2 separate regions of the Sus scrofa genome follow, and region 2 is linked to region 1. Evidence: chromatin contacts called from public Hi-C data. All regions are on one chromosome and are shown on one strand. The core of a region is the stretch at or near the end of the contact, and the rest is flanking DNA. Distances in the headings are between cores, read along the strand shown.

The links. Hi-C and Micro-C count contacts between places; a contact is called where the count stands out from the background.
Region 2: a Hi-C map of liver shows a contact between it and region 1, with 3 times the contacts expected there. The contact joins the promoter of TM9SF4 here to the promoter of PDRG1 in region 1. A contact is called at or near these places in 1 of 47 Hi-C or Micro-C datasets (liver) and 1 of 2 datasets of contacts at active chromatin or transcription factors (alveolar macrophages).

The regions. Positions count from the first base shown.
Region 1 is chr17:35,613,875-35,619,326 of Sscrofa11.1, forward strand. It overlaps PDRG1 (p53 and DNA damage-regulated protein 1), which reads right to left and starts at 2,193. Exons shown (of 5, transcript XM_003483933.4): 1 at 2,016-2,193; 2 at 382-457. The coding sequence starts at 2,102.
Region 2 is chr17:35,762,217-35,767,668 of Sscrofa11.1, forward strand. It overlaps TM9SF4 (transmembrane 9 superfamily member 4), which reads left to right and starts at 2,887. Exons shown (of 18, transcript XM_005672825.3): 1 at 2,887-3,130. The coding sequence starts at 3,116.

The DNA of each region.
Region 1 (5,452 bases), core at 943-3,442:
AGGAGCCACATCCCCTTCTCCAACACCAAGCCCATGTCCAATTCCTTCTTCAGCTTTCTCACGACTTTCATTTCTGTATTTATGCTGTTTAACCCATCTTTAGGTGCATGCACAAGGGCAGAAACTGTACTATTTTTATAGCCCCCAGCGCTTTTCCTGGTGCCGTCACTCATAAGCCAGCAGCTAACAACCTGTCTCTGAGGTGAGTGGCTAAAATCCTGAGCCACAGTCCAGGTCTGAACTGGGATACTGTCTCCCCATCTCCATGGGCTGTGCACACACCTCTGGCCTCCTGCCTGGTCTCTATCAGGGGTAAGTCAAAGGCCTTAGAAGGAGAAGTGAACAGGCCTCCTGGGCTGCAGTGAGGAAGTCTTGGCTTACCAGAGAGGCTGAGATCCTTCTGCAGGGCTCTCAGGCCCTCCCGGTTCCGATTCCTTTTGGTGTCCAGGTCCACAATCTGAAAAGCACAGGGGCATGAGGGAACTCAGACACCTCTTACCCGGGCCTGTACTCCCAACAGACCAGAGCTGTTAAAACCGAACAGAAACAAAACCAGGGCATCCCTGCTAGGTTAATTCCAATGCCCTGCTGTGTGAAGGTATTCCTTCCCCCACTTAGCTGCCAGCTCCTTCAAGACAATGCTTTGTGCAGGTGTCTTCCCAGGAAAAATGTTTCAGGACCAAACAATTTGTTTTTTTATTATCCACTGGAGCACCAGTTCTTAAACTTTAGGGCATTTCAGAATCACCAGGGGAGTGAAAACCACTCCCTGGACAAGCTCCTCCAGCTGATTCTCACCTAGTACCACAAGAAACCCAGCAATATTACACCAGAACAGCAGAGTGGGGGCACTGAGATGGGGATAACAGCACAATAGCTACCAAGGAAGTGAGGAGGTGGTACAGTACACTGCCTGAAGGAGCTGAATACTCAGGTTTGATTCATGCTGCCCACTCTAAGCTGTGTTATTTCACTTCTCTGAAAAATGGAGATAGGAACAGTACACACCTCATCGGTTATGAATCCAGGAACTAAGTAGGTCAGCACAGTACTTGACCCACAGTAAGGACCCAATAAACTTTAAACTGCTATTTACCATCCAGCATACCTTGAGGCAGTGTTTGACAGGCTCTTCCCCAAGTCTTCCCATTCTCACTACCTGAGGGAGCAACCATTCAATCTTTCTAACTGGAGATGAAGAGTCATGAATCTTTCTTGATTTCTCCCACTCCCTCACCCCTATACCTAACGATCATGGAAGCCTAAGTCCATCTCCAAAATATATTTCTGACCCAACACCACCACCTTGGCTCAAAGCCATCCCTCACCCCACCCATGGCAATGGCCCCTCATATTCTCTTCTCTACAGAGTGCCTGGCCCCTCATATTCTCTTCTCTACAGAGCAGCCAAAGGGATCTTTCAAACCCTAAATCCATTACATCACTCTCCTTCTCCCCATGAACTCTTTTCAAAGCCTCTGCATCTTTATTAGTACCAAACCCAGACTCCCAGTGCAGGTTTGCATGGCCTTCCAAGGCCAGGGCCCCACACTCCTCCCACATCCCCATCCCTGCGTGATCCCAAGACCACTCAGGCCTCTTTTCTGTTTCTCTTCTCCACTCAGAGTGTGAACTGGGGCGGTGCAGCCCAGCTCAGGGAGGGAGCCCAGGAACCGCATTTTGAAAGAGGGGTTCAGATCAATCAAATGCCCAAAGGGGTGAGTAGATCGGGATCGGGAAGGTAGGGCAAGGGAGCAGAGAAAGGATGGAAGAGACGGAATGCCTGGCACAGAGAGGCCCCCGTGTAATACATGCAGAATGAAGCGCGGCGCTTCATTTAACCCACATAATCTCACAGCCGCCCAGCCTGTCGTCACGGCCATTGGCCTAAAAGCCTAGGTCACCTCCTGGAGAGCCTGAGCTGGAGCGATTCCGCACCTTGCGCTTCACTAGGCGCTCGCCACCAGGCCCCAACCTCCGAACCCGGGTCCCAGCCTCGCGGATCAGCCTCCTACCTGCCGTTTGTCCGCCAGAACCTCTTCGGCGAGCTCCTCCACCTCCACCAGGTACCGCAGCACCCGCTCCGCTTCGGGTGACAGCATAGTGCGCTCCAGCCCCGACTCTGCTCTGCCGCGACTCTAACAAGCTCCGCCACAGCTCGCTTCTTGCTTTGCCTGCGCACGCGCAGCTCTGACGGGGCTTCCGGCGCGCACGCGCAATTGAAAGAAGAACGGTGGCGCGCAGGCTCCAACGAAAGCGCGTTAGCGGAACGCGAGAGGCGGGGTCTAGCTTTGGAGGCAGGGTTAGAGCGCCCCCTGCAGGCCAAGGGAACATAGTCGGCTATGCTGCTGCTCTTTTTTTTTTTTTACTTCATTAAAAAATTTTTTTTAGATTATAGTTGACTTACAGTGTTGTGCCAGTTTCTGCTGTATACGCTATGATGCCTCCTAACCACTCCCTCCCTTCGTATAATTCTTGAGCATCTACTCTGTGCCAAGGAGTTATAGGTACTGAGGAGGCAACTGTGAGCAAAACAAAGGCCCTGCCCTCATGAAGCTTCATCCTAGTGGGAAACATGGACAATTAATGACAAAACAAATAATTATATAATATGGCAGGCAGTGATAAGGCTTCAGAGAAATCAAATAATTCTTCCTCTGCTTGAGGAATACGGAAGAGGCCCATGTGACATTGTGGTTTGGGGCGGGGGGTTTGGCGGAACTCACGGCATGCAGAAGTCACCCAGGCTTGGGCTCAAACCCACACCATAGCTGTGACACAAGACAAAGCAGTGACAACGCCAGATCCTTAACCCACTGTGCCATCAAGGAACTCTGACAGTGTGACATCTTCACTTTCCAATTTATAAAATGGAGTGAATAAAAATCCCCCTTATTGTCTTTCTTCAGGACTAGAAGGAGGCAGGAATCTTTTTACTTTTTAAAATTTAATTTAAATTTTTTGAGGGGGTCTTTTTAGGGCTGCAGCCACAGCATATAGAGGTTCCCAGGCTTGGGGTCAAATCCAGAGCTGTACCAGCTGGCCTACACCAGAGCCACAGCAACACCAGATCCGAGCCGATGTCTGCGACCTATACCACAGCCTCATGGCAATGCCAGATCCTTAACCCACTGAGTGAGGCCAGGGGTCGAACCTGCATCCTCATGAATACTAGTCAGATTCGTTTCTGCTAAGCCACAATGGGAACTTCAGGAATCTTTTTAAATTGAGTTTGATTCCCACATTCACTGAGCCCTTGTATTGGGCCCAGTGTCTGCAATAGCTGACCTACACCCAAGGAAGGGGTTAGAAAACCATGGGCCGTGAGCGATTAAGTGCCAGCTCAGAAAAGAAGTTGTGTAAGTGCTGGAAAGTGAACCCGTGTGGGCCGTGGGATCTGGGAGGACCTCCAAGAAGAGGGGGGCAGGTGGAAAGTGGCTACCCTTCAGAACCAGAGGGTTCCCTAGAAATCTTCATGCCCAAACCCCTCACTGCATGGCTGGAAAAATCAAGGATCGGAGAGCGGCGAGGACTTTAAAAGGTCAACAGCAGACCTGATACTATAATTCTGACCTCCTTTCTCCCTGAGTCCAGCTTTTATTTCTCTCCTTTTGGCCACTGTAACCAAGCCCTTTCATAACCTTTGCCTTATTTGAATTTCACAATGACCTTTGTATAGACAAGTTATTACTGTCCCATTTCACAGCTGCTGACGGAGGCCAGGAGAAGGGTGATGCCTTGTCCACAGCAAGTCAGGAGCCAGCATGGGTCCAGGAGTGCACTGGCTTCTAGACCACTGCTGTCTCTAGACCCTGAAAAAAAGGCTCTTCCCCAAACTGTGGCCCTGGAAGTCCCAGGAGCACCCAATCTTTGCCTGGCCTTTGGCTTCCTTTGACTGCCAGAGGCAGAGCTATTTTTCCCTGCAGCCACCTGGCATGGGGAAAGAAGGAGACTCATTAAGGATTCCTCATTGAGGGTGAATTTGTCACCAAAGCCAGGATGTTTTGTATAAACACCTTCTGGTTCAGAAATGCAGACACAGGCCCTGTGAAGGAAGGTGGAGTATTAGCCACAGGAGAAACGGAGCCCACCAGTCATCCCTTGGGCCTGGAACCCAGGACTGAGTCTCCTCCATCTTGGGGCCCAGACTGACCCCTGACCCCTGCCAGATGGGCATGGATGGGGCAGGGTGGAGGGAGGCACCCAAATTGGCAGCTTCTTGGCTGTGACTGGCCCTTAGAGGGCACCCCTGCCTGCTGGCAGTGTTGGGGAGGAGGTCATATCTAAGACTTTGAGCCAGTCAGACCTGGAAGGACTCCTGTTTCAGAACCACTTAGGTTTCACACCATCTGTTTCACAGATATTTATTGACTGCCCTGGTCCTGTTATAGGGATTCCACTGTGAGCAAAACAGGCATGGTCCTTGCTCTCAGAAGGCCGGTGGGAGGAGTTCCTGTCGTGGCTCAGCAGTAACAAACCCAACTAGTATCCATGAAGACTCAAGTTCAAGCCCTGGCCCCGCTCCGTGGGTTAAGGATCCAGCATTGCCATGAGCTGTGGTATAGGTCAAAGATGTGGCTTGGATCCTGCATTGCTGTGGCTGTGGTGTAGGCCAGCAGCTGCAGCTCTGATGAGACCCCTAGCCTGGGAACTTCCATATGCCATGGGTACAGCCCTTAAAAAAAAAAAATTCTGATGGAGACACAGACAGGCAATAAACTCATGAACAAGCAAACACATCATGTGTCAGGGAGTGGGTGATAAGTGCCATGGAGCACAGAGCAGGGCAAGGTGGAGAGTGAATAAACAAGGGGCCACTTGAGATACGGTGGTCAAGGAGGGCTTCTTTGAAGAGGTGGCATTTGTACAGATGTGCAGGAAGTGAGAGTGTGAGCCACATGGAAATCGGGGGGACAAGCATTCCAGTTAGAGGGAACAGCAAAGGCAAAGGCCCTGAGACGAGCCTGCCTTTGGCCAATGGGAAGCACAACAAGGCCAGCGCAGATGGAACAGAATGAGTGTGGGGGAGAAAGTAGGAAGTGAGGTAAAAAGGAGAAGGAGGCGTGAGCCTGTGGGCCTCTAGAAGGGGCTAGAGGTGTCCCATCTGCCATGGCAAGGCCCTCCCCGGAGGTGGCCTACAGACCCCACAGCACAGGCTGGTGGCTTCCTGCTTCTTGCTGCTCACAGACGAAGGTTGAGTGGGGAATGAGGGTGAGTTAACACCCATGGGAGTGACCTTCAACCAAGACGAGGGAGGAGCCCGTGGCTGCTTCCCCCAGCTTCTTTGCCTCCCCACAGGAAACCCACAAGGAGGTGGCTCCAGTCACCCAGGTACAGTGGCCAGTGGCTGGACAGAGGGTAACAAGGGCAATACTGAGCATGGGAGAGATTCTCAGGGCCTTTGCACACACTCCTCCATCCACCTGGATCTGTTTTCTCCTCCACCTTTGTG
Region 2 (5,452 bases), core at 1,637-4,136, 150 kb after region 1:
TGCAGTTTCAACCCCTAGCCTGAGAACTTTTATATGCTGCAAGTGCAGCTCTAAAAAGAAAAAGAAAAAAGAAAAAAGAAATTAGGATAGATCATGATGGAAGATAATGTAAGAAAGGGAATGTATATAGATGTATGACTGGATCACTTAAGTACAGCAGGCATTGGCACAACATTGTAAATCAACTATACTTTAATTTAAAAATAAATAAATAAACTTTTACCACTAAAAAAAATTTTTAAGAGAAAAAAGAAATTTGGAGTTCCTGTTGTGGCTCAGCAGTTAACAAATCCAAATAGCATTTATGAGGACATGGGTTCGATCCCTGGCCTCAATCAGTGGGTTAGGATCTGGCGTTGCCATGAGCTATGGTGTAGGTCGAAGACGAGGATCAGATCCTGAGTTGCTGTGGCTGTGGTGTAGGCTGGCAGCTGGACCCCTAGCCTGGGAACCGCCATATGCTACAGATGCAGCCCTAAAAAGACAGAAAGACAGAAAGGAAGGAAGGAACAAAGGAAGAGAGGGAGGGAGGGAAGGAAGAAAGAAATTTGTGCATACTGTGATGCTGGTGGGTGATAGACAGAGATGGGAATCTAAACCTGGGCAGTCTAGCTCCAGGATTTTTTTTTTTTTTTTTTTAGGGCCACACCTGTAAGTTCCCAGGCTAGGGGTCAAATGGAAACTGGCCTATGCCACAACCAAAGCAACACCAGATCCAAGCTGAGTCTGTCTGCAAGCTGAGTCTGTCTGCAAACTACACCACAGCTCATGGCAACACCAGATCCTTAACCCACTGAGGCCAGAGATGGAATCCGCATCCTCATGGATACTAGTCGGGTTCATAACCCACTGAACTCCTAACTCCAGGATTCTGATATATTTATGTATGTTACCAAAGGAGACTGGGATCTGAAAGCCTTTGGGAAAAACAGAAAGTATAAGGAGAGTAAAAAGAAATACTGAGGAATAATGAGCCATTTTTGGGGGGTTTTGTTCCTTATCAATCATCTCCCTTAAGGCATCCAGAAATAATGGCAAACACCTAGGATTCAAGCTCCAGAAGTGGTTCCAAGTTTGGAGCCTATGGCTTAGTAGCTGTGACACTTCAGACAAATCCCTCCCCTAGTCTTTCAAGCTTCCTCCCCTTGAGGATTTATCTGTTCTGCTACTCTTCAGGGTGGTTGTGTGGGTCACAGGAGTTATTACATATGTGTTTCAATTATTTATTGCTGCATGAGAAACTACTCCAAAATCTAAAACAACTAGGCTCAGCTGGGCAGGTTTTTTGCTCCATGTGGCATCAGATAAGATTATGCATATGGCTGCATTCGGCTGGCAGTTCAGCTAGGGTTAGAATGTCTGTGATGATTTCATTTACATTCTAGTGCTCAGCTGGAATCTAGAGTATCTTGAGGAGTTAGCTGGGCCTCCCTCCTCCATGTGGCTCTCCAGCTGGGTAGCCAGACATCTTTAGACCCAAGATAATAGAAGCAAAAGCTGCCAAGTCTCTTCAGGCTTAGACTCAGAATTGGCAGGGTCATTTATACAACATTCTATGGGTTAAAGCAAGTGATAAGACCAGCCAGATTCAAAAGGAGGAGAAATAGCTTACTCCTTGATGGGAGAAACAGCATCCTCATGCAAAGATGAGAGGGCTTATTGGCAGCCGTCTTTGCCCACAATCCACCACAGTCATGCTCATAGGTGGGGAATCAAAGTTCAATTGACCCCCTACCAAAAGGTAGGATTAGACTAGAGTCTTACGAATAGTTTTTGCATAATGCCAAACACTGTAGCACACAGCAAATGTTCAGTAAGTGATTATTATTAACCATTATTATTTTAACAACTTCCCCTAACAGTTACAGATAGCACAGGTACTATATCCACTTCACAGTGATACATGGACCAATGATAACACCACAACTCTTTGGGTTCCCTTTTCCAGATACTGGAAACTGAGGCTTAGGAAGGTTGAGTGACCTGCCTTGAGTCATACGCTTAGGTAGCTAGCACATGGTGAAATCCACATTCAAAAATGTCTTCCCCTGGAATTCCTGCTGTGGCACAACTGAATCATCAGAGTCTGCAGTGTCAGGAGGCAGGTTTGATCCCTGGCCTGGCACAGTGGGTTAAAGAATCTGGCAGCTCAGAGCTGACCCCTAGCAGAGGAACTTCATATGCTGCAGAGCAGCCAAAAAAAAAAAGAAAAAAAAAAGTATGTGTGTGTGTGTGTGTGTGTGTGTGTGTGTATTATATATAGTCTTCCTTCACTAACTATGCTGTTTTTCCTTCATTCATTGGCATCCACCATATGCTCAAAGGAGTATACATAAGAGTATAATGAGGAGTTCCCTGGTGTCTCAGCAGGTTAAGGATTCGGCTTTATCATTGTGGCTCAGATTGCTGCTATCAAGTGTGTTTGATCCCTAGCCCCAGGAACTTCCATAGGCAGTGGGTGCGGCCAAAAAAAAAAACAAACAAAAACAAACAAACAAAAAAAACGGTATAATGACAATTAGTTATTGAATAATACTACATAACATTATGTCACTGGATCCTTACCGTAAGTCTATAATGAAGGTATTATAATAATCCCCTCTCCATTTCACAGATACGAATGAGGCAGTGAGGTTAAAGACAGCATCTTACCCACAGAGGGATTATAATCTATTGGAGAGGATATAGAATATTCAAGCAAATAATTAAAAACATAATTACAAATTATTCGGTTAATAGAGCCCTGGTACCGACCCAGTGGGGAACCTCAGGTAACCCTGGCAAAGGGTCTCCCTGCCAATAGTAAAGATGGAGCCCACAGAACAAGCGCGTTTACGCACACCGCCATTACCCACAATGCAGTGGCAGGAGGGGGAGGAGCAGGTTCTGCCAGAAGTTAATATGGTCCCCATAGTTACACCATCCTCTCTTTTCACCTAATCAGCGACCTGATTGCCCAGACCAGGCTACCGATCAGGAACTAAGCCTCCTTCGTGCCTCCACTCACCGTGACCACAGGAGCGACTGAAGCCAGGCAGCACCTCAAGGAGTTCAACTCCGTAACCAAGGAAACACCACTTCCGCTGACGTCATTACGGCGACACGTGGATCCAAGATGGCGGCGGGGATGGTGAGTGAAGGAGACTCTGGGAGCCGGAGAAGGAGCGGGGCCCTCCGGGGATCCCAGGACCCTCTGGTGTCCTATTCCTGGTCTGATCCATCTCCACGACCCCTAGCTCAGGCCTGAGAGACATTCCTGATTGGACTCGTTTATCCATAAACTCCGCCCCTTGCCCCGGCCTTTGCCCTGCACTCAGGCCTGTCAAGGCCCGAAGTTTTGGGGGAGGCACAGGGTCGGAGGAAAGGTCTTGGCTGCACCCTCCGCCAGTTCTTATTCTGACTTTGGTCCCTTCCATTATGACCTCCACTTTCCAATTTTCACATCCCAGCCCTGTCCCTTCTGAAGAGCCCCCCATTATTTCCACCTTCGCTCCTTCTCACGTCCAAACCCCGCTCTCTCCGCCACTCCGCCTCTCCACTATCCTGACTAGTACGCGGATGCGACCTCACTTCTGTCCAGCCTCCCAGCCCAAGCCATGTCCTCACTACTACCCTCGACTGTTCCCACCGCGCACCTGTAACGCCTGCCAGTGCCCCGAAGCATGCTTTTACCCGCCCCCCATGCATTCTCCATCCCCACATCCATCCCTAATCATTTATCCTGCCTTTTCTCAACTCCCTGCCTCTCTCCTGGGGAGCTTTTATCCCACTGGTTCTCAACTTTACTGTGCGTAAGACTGGGCGGCGGGGGGGGGAGGGGTGATGGGGGAGACTTGTTAAAAATGCAGTTTCCAAAGATTCTAATTCGTAAGGCTAGGTGATGCCCAGGAATCTGCACTTTTATAAGACTCCAGTGATTATGATGGTCTGTAATTTTGTTTTGAAAAGCACTATACCAGCCCCGCGTGGCTCCATCACCTACCTATGCTCCTACAGGGCCACACAGCTCATTAGGATGAAGCCTGTGTGAGGATAAGGGTGTATGGACAAGCTGTACAAGGAAAGTGGGTCAGGACTTGCTGGCTCCTGGTGCAGAACGCTGGAAGTAGATCTATGAAGGACTAGCCCAGTCTCCTTACAGAAACTCGGCTGATGTTCTGTTTGTCAAGAAACCAGAACTAGGGAGTTCCCATTATGGCACAGTGGAAACGAATCTGACTAGTATCCATCAGGATGCGGGTTCGATCCCTGGCCTTGCTCAGTGGGTCAGGGATCCGGTCGCAGACTTGGCTCAGCTCCTGAGTTGCTGTGGTGTAGGCCGGTAGCTGCAGCTCCGATTTGACCCCTAGCCTGGGAACTTCCATATGCCGCAAGTGTGGCCCTAAAAAAGCAAAAAAAAAAAAAAAAAAAAAAAGAAGGAAAGAAACCAGAACCAAAACTGAAGTCACTTAGTCCAAACTAGTTTTCTAGGTGTGCCTGTATGTTGCTTCCTCAGCAGGTAATTTCATCCTGTGAGTGCTTGCAAAGGACATTTGACTTTAGCAAAGGAAAATTCTTTTTTAATTCTTTGGTTTGATTTTCTCCAAACAGGTGTAGGTTATCAGCTGATAACAAGTTCCCCTCCAGCTAACCAACTGATAAATTATCTTTTTTTTATTTAATGAGGGATTCATTATTTAGAACCTCAGGGGTCAGCCAGAAGACTTAATAGCCTTGCTGTGGTTTTAGACTTCAGTCTGTTATCACAGTGGGGAAAGACCCCAAAAGTGGCATGTTGAAACCCATTTTTTTTCCTGGACCACATTCTGGACAAGGATGGTGTAAGAACTTAACAGGAAAGTCACACCCTCTTTTGCCATAGGGAAAAAGTTCAATAAAGTGACATTTACAGCATTGCACTGGGAAATTCTTGCCCTGTTCAAAAGTTTTTAAGAGGTAATAAGTTAGCGATACGTATTTCTGGTACTCGTTTATTTAATCAACAAATATTTGAGTGCCTGCTCTGTGCCAAGACCTAGGGATGTACTGGTAAATTAGAGGGTCAAGGTCCCTACCCTTGAGCTTTTCTAGTCTGCAGACAGTCAGTGAGTAACTAAACAAATAAACCAGCAAGGTAATGTCAGATAGTGGTAAGTGCTATGAAGACAGCAAAGTGAAGTGATGGTGATTGGGGGTGACAAGGTGATGCAACTGCTTTGGATTAAGTGGTTAGAGTTCTCTTCTCAGAGAAAGTGACATGAGTTGAGAGCTGATTGACAAGAAACCAGCATTGCAAAGAGTGTTCCAGGCAAAGGAGATGGCAAGTGTCAAGGACCAAGGGGGGAAGGGGGGAGTTCCCGTTGTGGCACAGTTGAAACACCAATCTGACTAGTAACCGTGAGGGCACGGGTTCCATCCCTGGCCTTGCTCAGTGGATTAAGGATCTGGTGTGGCTGTGGCTGTGGTGTAGACT